2 separate regions of the Mus musculus genome follow, and region 1 is linked to region 2. A link is a contact called in public Hi-C data. All regions are on one chromosome and are shown on one strand. Each heading gives the region's core, a stretch centred on a gene start, on an enhancer-like site or on the middle of the called end of the contact. The rest is flanking DNA. Distances are from core to core; before and after follow the strand shown. Region 1 overlaps Cdh22 (cadherin 22). Region 2 has its middle 8.5 kb from the start of Ncoa5.

Region 1 (2,700 bases), core at 109-2,608, 150 kb after region 2:
CTGTTATGTGTATGGCTATTTTGCTTGCATGTATGGCATGTCTGTGCACCACCCAATAGATACCTGTGGAGGACAGGAGAGAGCATTGGCTCTCATAGAACTGGACTCACAGAAGGCTATGCTACCCTGTGGGTCCTGGGAACTCAGCCCGGGTTCTCTGCAAGAGCAGCCAGTGCTCCTAACGGCTGAGCCATTGCTCCAGCCCCTCTACTTAATTCCTTTGAGACAGGGTCTCTCAGTAGAACTGGAGACTGCAGATAGACTGGACTGCCTGGCCGTTAAGCCCCAGAGATCTTCCTGTCTCTGCTTTCTCAGTTCTGGGATGACAGACACACACCCCTGTGCCCAGCGTTTCCTGGGTGCTGGGGACACAAACTCAGGTCCTCAGAGTTGTGTGGAAAGCGCTTTACTGAGTCATCTCATGGGCCCTACTTTGTTTAGTTTTTTGAGATGGGATCTCAGTAGTCCAGACTGGTCTCAAACTCACAATACAGAAAAAAAAATGACTTTGAACCTCTGATCCTGTTGCCTCTGCCTCCCGAGTACTGGTTTCGCAGGCAAGAGTCACCTCGCTTAATTTACTGTTATGGCCTTGGGAACTGGCACAGTGTTTGACAGGCTTCAGTCTCCAGCTACTAGGGCACGGGATGATGGGCTGTGCCCACTAGCCTAGTGTGGGGACAGCTCCTGAAACAGAGCTCCCCAGACCTTTACTCTGACCCAGCTTGGACTCTACCCCTAACCCTCTGGGCCTCACTCTCCCCCTTCTGCAGTGTGGCGAAGCTGGATGAGACAGCTGACAGTCACAAACTCACAAACTTCCGTGGCTACCATCATATCTCTTTCTCTTTGGAAAGAGTCCCCTCGCCTGTAAACGGTTCTCAGACCTAATCCGCCCCCTTCTCCAAACACGGAGCATGCGCACACATGCACCAGGGATGGAAGGTGACGGGCCCGCTGCCTGGACAGGGGCCCTGAGGTTGAGTTCTGTGTGCTAGTTGATAGCAGCAGGCTCCATGGAGGCCCCTGGGAGGATCTTATGCCAAGCCAGGCTTGGCTTTTGAACCCACCAGACACTGGATTGCCCAGCCCACCAATGGCCTGGGGCCGGATGCTCACTGTGGCTAGGGCTCTTCCCCATTAAGGCCTCCGCGCCAACTGTCTGCAGCTGCGAGACACAGGCGTCCTGGGTGGCGCGTTCCACTGAATCAAATCTACCACAGACTCGGGACCTGACCTCAGCTCTAGAGATGACAGCAAGCAGGATGCCGCCTGAGCTGGGGCTTAACCAGCCAGGCCCTGCCATCCGCAGAGGAGGGAGCCCCGGGTCTGCCGCCTGCTGTGCTCACAGCGGGATCAGCGCCCCAGATCTCTCTCAAAGCCAGGCCGCCACCGCTGGCCTCGCGGCTCATCTCCCGCAGCTCCCTGAGGTCCGGGCGATTATACCACTGAACATTCCGCTTTCATCTTGTCAACCTCGCAGTAAATTACAGGCCCGGGGAGGCGTGGGTCTCCTCCTTAAACAAGATTCAATTCCACTTAGCTGCCCCCCTTCCCGCCCCCCACGTGGCTCCCCCTCCCCCAGCCCGCTCAGGATTTATGGCCCTTCCTTGCCGGCAGCTGGTAACCATGGCAGGCTCCTTGGGGAGGCTGCAGGCTGGAGCCTTTGGCAGCCCCAGGCTTCAGCTAGCCTGGCCACCGCCTACTCAGCGGGGAGAGGAAAGGCCAGGAGTGTGGGGCTTCTAGAAACTTGAAGTCGTGATAACAGCAACACTAGCCACAGTGAGAACTTGTGTCTCACACACCCAGTCTTCCTGTCACTACTGCACAGATGCCAACACGGATCCATTGTACCAGTCAGTATGTCACTTCTTCCTGTTCGATACCGGCACAGGTGGCTAGGTGCTTGTCCCCAAGATACGTTCGGTCATCTCGGGGTTGGTCTGTTTCATCAATTTAGAGACACAGTTGTTTGTGGGTCTGGAGTTGCACCAGGGGACCAGTCTCTTTCTAGAACCTGTTATTGCAGTCTTGGGCCAGGGCGGTCATTGCAGATCTCAGCGCCTGCTTATATTCCTTCAGCCACCAGGAGATCACTCCCTTAGCAGTCACCTAATAATAGACCAGGCCTGGCTGTCCCTCGAAGACACCACTGCGTCATTTAAGGTCCTCTGCTTTCTGGCTTCAAACTGCCTTGTTCAACCCAGGTTTTCTCCATCCCGTTCTGGGGGCTTCCCCCGTCTTTGCTCTCCTTATACATTGCCTTGACCCCACCCCCACCCTTGCTTCACTGCATCTCAGAGGATCAGAATTGGAAACCTATCACTGCTCTCACTTTCCTGACGGAGAGGCTCAGGATGAGGTAGGTGACAGTGGGCTTAGATCTGCCAATGCAGAGCACCCAAAAGGCCACCATCCACTGACTGCCATCCACTGGCTTGACACCGTGGCTCTGAGTATCTTACACTGATAAACCACTTCATTCTCACAGAGCACCATGAGGAAGTCCCTGCTCCTGTAGCCGTGGATATGAAGCATAGAAGTCAAATGACTTACCCAAGAACATACAGTCTAATGTTTGAGCCACACTTCTACCCTGGGGCTCCATGGCCACATGCCCTACAAGCCAGGGAGAAGCAAGAACAGACTAAGGGAACATGGCCTACCTCTTTTCTCCTGGGGCCTGGTCTGAGTTAAGTG
Region 2 (2,700 bases), core at 20-2,519:
GACCCATGGAATTCCCAGCTGGGCAGGAAAATCCATTTTTCTTTCCCCACTTCTTTCTTTCTTCCCCTCTATATATTAATAAAAGACCGTTCCATCCCTTCTCTACAGCGAGAAGCAGGTTTTACAGAAGCAATGGTAGCTATTAACACCTCAGGGCCCACTATCCCTTTCTCATCTCACCTGCAGGCTACTGAGATCTCCTCAGCATTCCAGAGCAAAAGGTCAATGGCCGTAAGGGATGGATGCCTGCCTCCACAGAAAGTCTCTCTAGTCGTCACAGGGACCTGTGTGAATTATCTCTCAGGTCTGAGCTCTAGTGACTGGAATAGAGCAGTTCATTTCTGGGCAGGCAAAAACAGGTTAGAGCTGGCTGTCACATTCCCACAATGCCTTCTTCCTTGGAAAGTTTTTGACTTCTCCAGACAGCCCGAGGAGGTCGCAAGCACACTAACACTTAGAAACAAAGCTAGTCACCAATGGTGACCTCTCTTGGGGTAGATGAGAGACTGAGGGTGCTCTTTGAGACAGGAACTTTGCCGAGCACTGTATACATACTCTTTAACTACATGAAACACAGATATTGCTCTCCCAGTTTCTGGATGAGAATACTGTGTCTCAGAGGAGCAGATAATTACCCAAGGGCATAAGGCAGTTTGCTTGTGGTGGGATCTTTGCTATCAATATGTCCCATATAAAAACAGTGATTCTTCCTTCCATTTTACAGATGGGTAAACTGAGACTCAAAAGATGTGAATTCATTCTGCTCCCTCTTATGGTGCAACATTGTTAATAGTCAGGATTTGAACTCATGTCATTGAGACTTCAAAGCCCTCTTGTTCTACTGTACCTTGTGGCTTTTTTTTTTTTTTTTTTTTTAAATGGGAATACCATGGAAACGTAGCCTGGGTGAGTTGATGGTTGGCCATGTGTATGGCTGCAGCAAGTGTGGCTGTGTCATCCCTCAGGATTAGATGATATGGAAAGAAATAACTACTTTTCTCATTCCTGTTGTGGAGTCACATGCGAGCAGGTGAGAAATACACACTATCATAAGGAGAACTCCATTAGCCCCCATTGTTTAGACAGAAGAGTCAAAAGTAAGAAGCAGGAGATAAAAGAGCTCACAAGGAAGCAGTTCTCTGTTGGGCTCCCGCTGAAACAGAAAGAAACGGCTCTGTTTCACAACAGTTAGTGATGAGCTACACGAGATGAAAGTCGTCTTGTGACCCGTGAGTGTAATGAGATGAAGATGAGGTAATGTGATGTTTTATAACGATAGAGGATCTGAGGAGCTGGGAATTATCTCAGCGTGAATGACTACTACCAGGAAGCTGAACAATGGGACCGTCTGGAAGCAATTCTCTATTCAGCCGTATTTATAGCGCCATTCATCTTCTCTTTCAGTTCAGAGGTCACCGGGGCGCTTGTCTCACCTTGCCGAGTATATGAAAATACAGCGCTTGTCACAGTCCCGACTGCTTCCTTCCGCGGAACCTGTCACATACAAAGGAGAGAGAGAGAGAGAGAGAGAGAGAGAGAGAGAGAGAGAGAGAGGCAGAGCTCTCCAGAGCAGGGAATGAATAGCTCTGGCTGAAAGAAGAGAGGGAGGGAGGGAGCAGGGGAAGAAAGAGCTAAGGAGTTTGCCCACCACTGCCCAACTTGCCTGGAGCTGTTACATAAGGTGGTACCTGCTAGATATCTGTGGCTGCTTACCCTTATTAAAGCAAGGACTGGGCTACCTGGGATGCTCCCATTGGTAAAGCACTTGCCTTAAATGTTCAAGAGCCTTAGTTCAGCCCCCAAAACACACGTGAAAAAGCTGGTGGTGGTGGCACATACTTGGAGTCCTGGGCTGGGGAGGCAGTCAGGCCAGTGTCTGGGGCTCACTGACCAGCCAGCCTGGCCCAATTAGTGAGCTCCAGGCCAGGGAGAGACCCTGTCCTAAGGGAGGTAGATTGGTTTCCTGAGGGTGACATCAAAAGCTGTCCTCTGTCCTCTATATATGGGGAGATGCATGCACACATGTGTGCTCAAACACACACACACACACACACACACACACACACACACATCATGCATGCACGCACACACACAGGCACAAAGTAAGTACAAAGACATCCATTTGCTTAATTGTAATGTTCACATTCAAATGTCCATATTGGATGGCACAGATGTGGAATGTGTCTGCCATCACAGATGGGCCAAAGCACTAGTATACCTAGGAATATTCAACCCCCAAGACTACAGAAACCCTAAGGCTTCAATAACCCTGGACCCTAGAGAGCTTGATACAGTCTTCTGACATGGATATGAGAACATTCTGTGCCCAGGACCATGGGGGAGCTATCTGAATCCCCTGAAATGGATGTTTATCATCAATGGTTTATACCATTTGTGCTAGATACTATGATGATAAAAGTACGCAATCCAGCCTGTCCGATAACTGTGCAGTGTTCTCTCTCTCTCTTCACAGAGGAGAAACAGAGGTTAGGGTGGGGCCACACGGTAGCACTGTGGTTTTGAACTCACTCGAGGGTCAGAGGTCACAGAGATGACTATGGGCTCTGTCATCTGATGCTTGTCTCTTCATGGATCTCTGAAGGATCTTAGCAGCTGCCTCTCCAAGTGGAAAGTGAGACAAAGCTCAGAGTTCTCTCAGGGATGAAGGAGATGGTTGTGTAAAGGTTTCAGCTGAGATTG

What was found. Hi-C and Micro-C count contacts between places; a contact is called where the count stands out from the background.
Region 1: a Hi-C map of the N1E-115 cell line shows a contact between it and region 2, with 1.8 times the contacts expected there. The contact joins two enhancer-like sites. A contact is called at or near these places in 1 of 484 Hi-C or Micro-C datasets (the N1E-115 cell line), 1 of 115 datasets of contacts at active chromatin or transcription factors (embryonic stem cells) and 2 of 9 other capture datasets (liver and pancreatic islet).

What each region holds. Positions count from the first base shown.
Region 1 is chr2:165,194,458-165,197,157 of GRCm38.p6, forward strand. The region is part of intron 1 of Cdh22 (cadherin 22); the gene reads right to left. Among named protein-coding and RNA genes, the nearest start is that of Gm36803, 14 kb to the right of the region's middle. Within about 2 kb of position 1,359, at least 49 of the 459 cell types and tissues checked have an H3K27ac peak or open chromatin away from gene starts, as enhancers often do. A contact at or near this core is called in the N1E-115 cell line, where this site is marked.
Region 2 is chr2:165,041,967-165,044,666 of GRCm38.p6, forward strand. No RefSeq gene overlaps it. Among named protein-coding and RNA genes, the nearest start is that of Ncoa5, 8.5 kb to the left of the region's middle. Within about 2 kb of position 1,270, at least 63 of the 459 cell types and tissues checked have an H3K27ac peak or open chromatin away from gene starts, as enhancers often do. A contact at or near this core is called in the N1E-115 cell line, where this site is marked.